2 separate regions of the Rattus norvegicus genome follow, and region 2 is linked to region 1. The links are chromatin contacts, called in public Hi-C maps. All regions are on one chromosome and are shown on one strand. Each heading gives the region's core, a stretch centred on a gene start, on an enhancer-like site or on the middle of the called end of the contact. The rest is flanking DNA. Distances are from core to core; before and after follow the strand shown.

Evidence for each region. Hi-C and Micro-C count contacts between places; a contact is called where the count stands out from the background.
Region 2: a Hi-C map of frontal cortex shows a contact between it and region 1, with 1.9 times the contacts expected there. The contact joins the promoter of Hnrnpd here to the promoter of Sec31a in region 1. A contact is called at or near these places in 2 of 12 Hi-C or Micro-C datasets (frontal cortex and mammary epithelial cells).

What each region holds. Positions count from the first base shown.
Region 1 is chr14:9,516,772-9,521,791 of GRCr8, reverse strand. Sec31a (SEC31 homolog A, COPII coat complex component) reads right to left here and starts at 3,055. Exons shown (of 28, transcript NM_033021.2): 1 at 2,796-3,055.
Region 2 is chr14:9,916,982-9,922,001 of GRCr8, reverse strand. Hnrnpd (heterogeneous nuclear ribonucleoprotein D) reads right to left here and starts at 2,245. Exons shown (of 9, transcript NM_024404.2): 1 at 1,734-2,245. The coding sequence starts at 1,960.

The DNA.
Region 1 (5,020 bases), core at 1,806-4,305:
CAGTCAGCTATGAATCAAATTAAACAAGAATCTCTTAATCAATGTGTTTACAAAGTGAGATGCCACAAAAATACAGTTTCACTGGATTTTCTTACAAATATTTAATTCCAGATGACTTTCTCAGAACAATAGAATGAAGCTATCTATGCTTCTCAGTGACATCCTGTCCATATAGTTTTGTGTAGCTTTTCAATAGTATGTGATTATATTCGCAATGTGCATAATTCATTTAAGAGCCATTTTACCCAGAACACAATCATAATAGAAATGGAAATGAGGAGCTTGAGGATGGTGGCTCCCCCACACCCATCACCTCCGGTCAGTAGGTCCAGCAGAGCAGGTAGACTGAGGCCGGAGCAGACACCCTTAGCTTAAACCTCAGCTTAAGTCTCAGCCCCACACTCCCGTCACTGCATCTCTGTGGTCTTGCTCCTCCCCCACAGAGCTATCAACATCATATCTTGTGAGCATTAAATGAGGTCTCACCGTGTTTATTATACTGCCCAGCTCATAGTGAGTAAATACAAATAACGGCTCTTCTGAAATCACACTTTAAAGGGCCTGGGGAGAAGGCTCATCCATTAAGAATGCTTCTTGTTGGGGTTGGGGATTTAGCTCAGTGGTAGAGCGCTTGCCTAGCAAGCGCAAGGCCCTGGGTTCGGTCCCCAGCTCCAAAAAAAAAAAAAAAAAAAAGAATGCTTCTTGTTCTCAATTCACAATTTAAAAGGTCTATCCCAACCAGACTTCAAGAATACATCTGAGTGCGAGGCAAGGTGGCACACAGAGGTGGCACTCCTAGTACTGGAGACTAGAGGTAGATCAGTAGTTTTGGGCCAGTCTGGGCTAAACAGATAAGTCTCCCCCCCACCCCACCCCCCCAAAAAACAGCAAGAATTGGAGATGCAGCTCACAGTGTGTACCTAGAATATCCAAGGTCTATGTGCTGCTCCCCTCAATAAAAAAACAGAAACGAAACCTAAAGTCTGAGAAAACTATATTCCAGACAAGAACTCTTTTAAACTTTCTCTGCATATGATAATTACATTGAATTAAGTGGAAACTTTCTTCTTCCTAGTGATCTCCTTTAGCATTTTTAAATTATATGCACATGTGTTGTGCCTGTGTAGGCTTACGCACGCATGAATGTACGTGCAGGTCCCCTCAGAAGCCAGAGGAGTCAGGTCACCCTGGAGCTGGACTTGCAGGTGCTGTGAGCTGCTTGACATGGGTGCCAGCCAGAGCGGTGTGTATATACACTGATGAGCCACTTCTGCAGGCCTACACTCATTCTCTCATTGCAAGCTTTCTGTAGCAACGAGAGCCCACAGTACCATTCTGTCAGAAACAGCAGCCTTGCAAACAGCTGCCCCCCACCTCAGAAAGTGCCAAGTCAGAGGTAATAGGCTCAGCACCTTTGACTCTTAAACGAAGAGTGCAAATCCCTTCCTCGTACTATTTTTGGTAAAAATCCATTTGGGCAGAATAACGAGAAGCACGGGAGTACTGTTTCTCCAAGAGTTAGCATTATTAGCTGTTCCGGGTTCCTCTCATTCAACTAAAAGAAACAATCACCCCCGGTAGCTGAGCTACATGTTATCATACAAATCTACAAGATAAAATGTTAGGGGATGAAGTTAATCTACAGAAAAAGGAAACACTACGGGTGTGGTGGTCATGCCTAAGATCCCACAGCTTGGGAGGTTGGAGGAGGGTCAGAAGTCAAGGTCATCCTTAGCCAGTCAAGGAGTTTGAGACTACTCTGGGCCACAAGAGACCCTATCTCAGAGAACGAAGGAAGGGGGTTAGAAGAAAGGAAGAAACAAAAAGAAACTAATTTAGCTCTATCACTTGACAAGTCTTTAATGTGGGATTTTCCAACCTCATGAAATTACAAAGAAAATTCTACCCAGGTATGTGCATACAGTGTACACATGTTTTCTAGGAAGATAGCCCAATGCTTCCAAAGGGGAATAAAAATGCCAAAAGATTGACAGTCACTGATTTTTACAGTTCACAAGTGTCTACTTACATGTTTCAGAAAAAAAAAAAAAGTTTACAAAATTAACCAGTGAAATCCAAAACTCATCTCAAATCTCACGTTTCCACACTCCACAATGTGTTACATATTCACAATTAGATAGAAATTATCCAAAAGTTCATATTGCTTGCTAACCTTTTTTGGTTTGCTGTAACTAAGAGTTAAAGAAACAAGGACAGAACTACTTAAAAGGGCAGTACGTTTCAGCCAACTCCTGAATAATCAGGATATAAGGGATACTGTAACATGAGCGAGCTTCTTATTATATATAATACATAATATATAGTATATATTATATATAATATATGTTACAATTGTAGACAAAAAAAAAAAACCAAGTTTCAGCTTTGTATAGTTTAACAATTTGGAAGTACTATCAAAAAACTCTTGCAACTTCCAAGAAGACCTGCAGAATTAGTTCTACGAGCTCACAGAAAAAGTTTATATGCCCACAAGTCCAGGCAATTATTTTACAACTGCCTCACAATGTAATTTAAAACAACAGCGCAAAATCATACACTTTTGAAGTACAGACTGTGATTAGCGACTGCTGTCCCTAAATAATACAATCGTAGTTAAGTGATAGTAGTCTTCCTTTCAGATCTATGAACCTTTAAATTTGGCAACAGTTCAAACGCAATTTAAAAAAAAAAAATCTCAACCTAACTGAAGTCAAAGAAATAATCCCGAGGTCTGGTTCCCTTCCATGCCCTTGGGGATCGCAACACTTTGTGCAGAGGTCTGAAAGGCTCCTAACCTCACTCACTCCCGAGCAGGGCAGCCTGGAAACGTTGGTAGAGGATGACGGGCGCGATCACCCGGCTGCTGCGACTCCAGGCGTTGTCCCGGCGGGGCCGAAACGAGACAGGGGGGCGCGCCGACAGCGGAAGAAGGGCCTCGGGCCTCGGCAGCGGACACCGAACCTGGCGAGGGGCAGGAAACAAACGGCGGACACACCTGGCGGACCTCAGTGACCTGTCCTGCGTTAGCCGGCGAACGTCGGACTCTCCCAGGATCCGCCGCCGCCCCTCCTCCGCGGCCCAGGGCCACCTCCACGCTCCGCTCCAACGTGGCAGCCGCAGCCCCGCCTGCGGGCCGCAACTTCCGGGTGCGGCGACTCGCCACGCCCACCCGGCCGTCCGGCACTTCCGGGAGCAGCGGTCCGCTCCTCCCACCCCGCGGGACTTCCGGGAGCAGCGGCTCCGGAAGACTAATCGGGCCGGAGGTAAAGACTGCCGCGCTTTGTGAGGAGGCGCCTAACGTAAGGATGCGTCCTCTTGGCAGTGGATCAAGGGGAAGTCGCGCTGGGCGTCTCCGTCAGGAAAGAAGAGCGGTGACGGGGAGGACGCCACGTAGCACTCCTGTGAGGCTTCAGCAGCTGCTGGCGACGAAGCCGACACTGGACTGGGCGAGCGAAAACTGAGCTGCATGGACCGGTTCAGTTTGTGGCTCGGCTACCTTTTCCTTTTGAGCACTTACGTGATTTTGTCGCACACACCCAAAGGCTATTATGTATACTCTATAGAGTCATAGCTGCGTGAGTGAGGAATATCGAATGAAGTTGGTATCCTTAATATTTCAGTGACTATCCATGGTATTTAGACCTATTAGCACTCGCCTTGGGCTACTGGAATAAAGTAAGCATCCTAATTTGAAAATCCCAAACTGTTGCGCGCGTGCGTATGCGTGTAGGTAAATTGGAGCATTTGAGATTTTCGATTAGGGATATAAACCAGTAACCGGAAATGTAGAAACTGGTCTGCAGAGCAGAAGAATGAAAAATGGTTGCTGAGTTGGACATCATAGCTCATGCATATGATGCCACACTCAAGAAGTAGAGGCAGGAAGATCAGTTCAGGGCCACTCTTGCAAGAGAGTCCTTCTCAAAAGAGCAAAACAAAATATACCACCACCAAAGGCTGGAGAGATGGCTTAACAGTTAAGAGCACTTGCTGCTTTTGCAGAGGACTTGGGTTTCCCAGAACCCGCATGGCAGTGCACGACCATTTGTAGCTCCGGTTCTAAAGGACCCTACACCACCTTCTGACCTCCAGCAATATCTGCTTGCAATAGAGCAATTTCATAAATGCAGGCACTCAACACATAAAAAATGAATAAACCTGGGGGCTGGAGAGATGGCTCAGTGGTTAAGAGCACCGACTGCTCTTCCTGAGGTCCTGAGTTCAAATCCCAGCAACCACATGGTGGCTCACAACCATCTGTAATGAGATCTGATGCCCTCTTCTGGTGTGTCTGAAGGCAGCTACAGTGTACTCATACAATAAAATAAAAATCTTAAAAAATAAAAAAAAATGAATAAACCGTAAACAACAAAAAGAAATTAGGTGCTGAAATTCCCTATTCCCAACTTAAGCTAGCTCTAGTTTATTTCCGGAATTTTTACCAGATGAGGCTGGTTTGGGACCCTTTGGTCCCAGACACTTAAAAAGGACATTACTATCTCCCTTAGAGCTTCCAACCTTAATGAATGTGCTGCCTCGTTGTACTCTTTATTTAGGGTGGGATTACAAGTGAAAGTGAGCCAGATGAAAATCACTTGTTATAAACTCTTAGCACCTGGACTGAGCTGAGGTCTTCTAACATAACTTGTTTATCACACCCAACTTTCCTGTTAACACCTTCTTAGACTCCTTAAGTGAAATAAATGCTTCTTTATTGAACACAAAGTGTAAGCAAGCTGGACTTCGAGGCAGAAGCAGGAAAACTGTGCGAAGCCAGCCTGAACTACAGGGTGACACCTTGTCTTTACATGTTGAGGACATACTTTAGTGTAAGAGCTTTTGCCTAGTGTGATGATGGTTTGCATGTGCTTGGCCCAGGGAGTGGCACTATTAGAAGCTGTGGCCTTGTTGGAGGAAGTGTGTCACTGTGGGGTGGGCATAGAGACCCTCCTCCTAGCTCCTCCTGTACCATGCCTGCCTGGAGGCTGTGATGCAGCCATGTTCCCACATTGATGATAAT
Region 2 (5,020 bases), core at 996-3,495, 400 kb before region 1:
GTTAGGGTTAAAAACTAATTCATTTATATTTCAGTTCAACAAAAAAACTACAAAGACAGCTAGCTACTTTCTAACTTCAAAACTCAGGGGTAAATAGAAAGCCTGCCCCAGTTACACAATTAACCATTTTGGTGCCTCTGTCCAAAGAACAGACTTCAGAAAGCAAAAACCAAAATGTTCAAAAACTTAATTTCTTCAAATATTTAACATGTATTCCCTTCTCAAATTAAGCCACATTATTGTTCAATATTAGTTCCATTTAATTAAATTCACTTCCCACCCCACCCCCAACTCCCCACCAAAGCCAGTACAACCATTAGCAGACTGCAGAGAGTCAGCCTGAACTGAGATTTTTTTTAAAATTATACTCCAAATACTTCTCCACCGTCCCAACATCCCAACAAATTTTATACTCTTAATCACTAGTGGAAATCACGGGTTAAAATGACACCTTTAAAAAAAAAAAAACTTCCCACCAAAACTTTCTCCTGGTTATAGTGAAAAAATTGCACACGCACAGCCCCATTATAAAAAGTATCGAAACCATAACTCGAGATCAGCAATCTGTAATGGGAACAAGAGAATCTAAGGACACGGATCGAACCCCCTTTCCTCATCTCCTGTGTGATACTCAGGTCCCAAAGGCTGCATTTTAACATATTAAAAGCAGCTTTTGGTGGCGATGTTACTTTAATTAGAGGAAGCAAGTTAGTATTAAAAAATCCTGAAAAAATTAATTCACTAAACACCACAGGATTTATTGCATTTTAAAGGGCGAGTTGGCTCCTTTGAACAATAAATAGTGAGAGGGTGAGACTGAGAAGAAACCAAAACAGGCTCCTGGGCACTGAAAAGGCGGGAGAGAGATATAAAAAATTTAGTTGCACAGAATAAATAAGGAAAAGACTACAATCTGTACAAACAGGCAACCCAGAATCTGAGGGCGCGAAAAGGGTGCATAGAGAGAATAACTTGGCAGAATGGGGGAAGGGCAACCGCAGGCAGAAGGTAGAAGAGCCCCAGTCAAGTACAGGCCCCATCGACCAGGAAGGACTTAAATGGAGCCCGCGGAGCCAGACCAACGCGCCAGCAGACCAGGGACATCGGCAGGCCCAGTCTGTCTATAGCACAAACGCAGGGCCTGTATGAGCGTGCCGTAGTGACAGCGTAAGGTGGACAGAACGAACGAGTCCTAAGACGGAACTATTTAAAACGCTAAAAACCACTGGCCAGAGGCCGACGCGGGAGAAAAGAGGTGGACAGCCTACACCTTTCCCAAAGCAAGAGCGTGTAAATAATCGCACCGTCTCGGGGTGGGGGTGAAGCACTCAACAAACCTTGGTAACCCTGGTAAAAAGCTTTTCTGTGCGTTTGCATTTTTAAGCCTAAGTGGTTAGAAATCCGGGAGACATGGGGGGGGGGGGAGCTCCGACAGGCGGGAAAAAATCCTGGCGGCTAAATCGGTGGGAGGAGACCCATGGCGAGGGAGGAAAGAGGGCGGGCCGCGGAGTAGCATGGTGACGGCTAAAGGTGGAAACGTGTGTGATGGGGGAGGGGGCGAGCAGGCAAGGAAGGAGGAAATGCAGGCCCGGGGAAGCCCGGGGTACAAGAAGGGTGGCCGAGCAGGCGACTGCACTAGGGCCTGCGGGCGGGCAGTCGCGGGAGCGAGGCCTAATGGCGGGGAGGGGGAGGGGGGCCTGGCGAGCGGCTGCCCGGGGCCGCCCCTTACTCACCCTTCATCCTCCTCATTCTTACTGGCGTCGATCTTCGCTCCCTCTGCCTCGGTGCTGCCTCCTTCGGTGCCTCCGGGCGCAGAGCCGCCGCCGCTCCCGCTTCCCGCCGCCGCCGCTGCCCCCTGCGCCGCCGCCACCATGGCTCCCTCCTGCTCGCCCGCCGAGCCGCCTACCGCCGCCGTTGCCGCCGCCGCCGCCCCGTCCCCTCCGAACTGCTCCTCCGACATAGTGCTACTGCCTCCGCCGCCGCCGAGACGACACCCGCCGCCGCCGCGAACCGAAACTAGCAGCAAAGTAATCCCCGCCGCCGCCGCGCGCCCGCTCTACCTCGCGAGGCACACAAGACAAGGCGCGCGCGTGGCTGCAAAGGCTCCTGCGCCTCTCCCCGGCCTGCCCCCCTCGCCTCCCACTCTCGCGCAGCGCGCACTCTCACTCTCCCCGGCTGCACTAAAAAAGAATAAGTAGCAGCGGCGGCCACTCTCGCCTCCTCCTCGCTTTAATGGCGCCGCCGCGGACCACCTAAAATGGCCGACGGAAGAACGGCGCGTCCCGGTCACGTGACTCCAGAGCGCGCCCTTTGCGCCTCCTCCGCCCCTTCCACCGCTAGTCCCCACCCCCCACGGGCCCGCCCTCCCGTTCCCTTTTATACTTGCTCTCACGCTCCTCGGTCGCGCGGCGCGGGCCTTTAAAGGGAACCGGAAGTGGCGTGCACAAGAGGGTCGCGCGGGTACCATCGAGAACAAGGAGCGCTGGTTCGAGGGCGCGGCTAGAGAGAACCCCCTTCCCTTGGCCCCGCCCTTCCGCGGATTCCTGGAGTCACTGGCGGCTCCTCGGCTGCGGCTGGCCCGAGCGGCGGACCTGGAGGGGTGTGGTTCGTCCAGCCCAGCGGCGGCTTCGCGGACCCTGCCCTCAGGAGCCCGGGCTGTGGGCCCAGTGGCCTGCGTGGGGCGTGTGCAGTGCTCCGGCGTCCCCGCCTGCGCCGGGTGACATTGAGGTTCCGCCGCGGCGCCGTCTTAAGGCCGCCTGATGGTCGAGGCTGCCTTTTCTCAGAGTTGCTTCCCAACTCTTTCCGCTTATGCCTCCGTTATTGAAGAGCCTAGAGCCGGCCACGGTTCTTTGAAGTTCTAGAGATTGGGAGGTGTGTTAAGGTCGACTCCAGGGTTCCTTTTTTCTTTCTTTTTTTTTTTTTATACGAGTTCCAGTCCTTGTATTAAATAGGATATATAAATGTCATGAATCATCTTTACGAGGTTTCTGGGCTTGTGGTGTTGAGGTGGCGACTTTATAAAAAGAAAAATCACCGTTAGGCGTGTGATTCAGATTTTAAAATTAATCGTTAGGAAACCTATTAAAATAACTTCTCAGGAGTCGGACGTTGCAGCTGCCTGAAAGACTTACAGATGAAAATGGAGTTTCTATATACTTTTTTTGTTGTCAACCACTTGACTGCTTAGTAAGTATCCAGTTTCCAAAAAGGATTTGGAAAAGTTTACAGAAGACAGCATAGAGCCGCGGGAGTTCAGCCCAGGTGATTAGATACACACTAATCCCAGAGAAAGGAGGACAGACTGTTGAGGCCAATCTGGCACTACTCCTTCACAAAATACATCATAAACGTTTAAATAAATGCTTCCCCGTGGTGTACTTTAATTTATAGTAATTGTACACAATCCGAAAACCCAAAAGATTAAAACAAAAGATCCCCACAGTTTGTTAAAATGAGAGAATATGTATCATATCGTGGAAATGTCTTCAACATTAAGCAAGTCACAGAAAGGCAACGCCAAGATGGTTGACAAGCAGAAGTGATTCCACATTTTTCTCTACTATTAGTACTCCAAATATTGTAACCAAATAAGAGGGCCTTGTACTCAAGTCAAATATTGCAGGTTGGCAACAGCTAGGATGAACCCAAGGTTTTTTGTTTTGTTTTGTTTTGTTTTGTTTTTATTCTATGGATTCAAATGATAAGCCTACCTTTTAGAAACACTGAGAAACCCTGATTGTGGTGGTTTAGAATGAGAATGGCCCCCAAAGGCTTGGATGCTTTAGTCACCATAGCATGGAACTATTTGGGAAGGATTAGGAGGTGGGGCTTTGTTGGAAGAGATGATATCCTTGGAATTTGCTTTGAGGTTTAAAGGTCATATCCAGCCTTTCTGCCTACTGTCAGTGGATGTAAAGCTCTCAGCTACTGCTCCATTGCCATGCCTGCCTGCTTCCCACCATGTTGACATTGGACTACCCCTCTCAAATTGTAAGCAAGCCCCCCAACTAAATGCTTTTCCCTTATACATTGCCTTGATCCTCACAGCGATAAAACAATAACCATGACACCACTTTCCCAAAAACGTCCACTTTAATTCACAGGCAGCCCTGTTGCTTCTGGAATTTGAATGTTACTCAAAAGTTCCTCACACTAAGGCCTAGTGCCTTGTTTTCTTTTTTGAAACAGGGTCTTTAACCCAGCCTGGCCTGGAGCTCACTGTATAGTCTGAGGTAGCCTCACACTCTGGGCAGTATTCCTGCTTCAGCTTCAGGAATGCTGGGAATAAAGGGTGGCCTTAAACTCTACATCTTGTGCCACTTCCTCCAACCTGAACTTCTTTTCTAAATGTGTGGCTTCAACCTTATGGGCCAGGTGAGCTATCCATCTTTCTGCATCCCGATCAATGTGGTTGTATCTATGGCATTTTACAGACCCCTCAAGGTGAATCAGTCATACAGACACCTCAATCAGTCATCCCTTCACATGGCCCATTATCCTTTATCTTTGGTCTTCTTAATTATAGCCATCTAGACACCATTAGTTTTTGAAGAACAAAAATAACATTCCTATATATCCTAGTTTTGTTTTTCACACATATATAGAAATAGATACTATATAAAGGTAGAAATTGGGGCTGGGGATTTAGCTCAGTGGTAGAGCGCTTACCTAGGAAGCGCAAGGCCCTGGGTTCGGTCCCCAGCTCCAAAAAAAAAGAACCAAAAAAAAAAAAAAAAAGGTAGAAATTATGTAACAAACACTGTATTGACACAATTGTTGCTGGTTGAATTTCTTTTTTAAAAGTTACATATTTATTATGTATACAATGTTCTCTTTGCACGTATGCTTGCAGGCCAGAAGAGGGCACCAGATCTCATTATTGATGGTTGTGAGCCACCATGTGGTTGCTGGGATTTGAACACAGGACCTCTGGAAGAGCAATCAGGGCTCTTAACTTCTAAGCCATTCCTCCAGCCCGCTCACTGAACTTTTAAATGATCAAAATCTTTCAGACAAACTA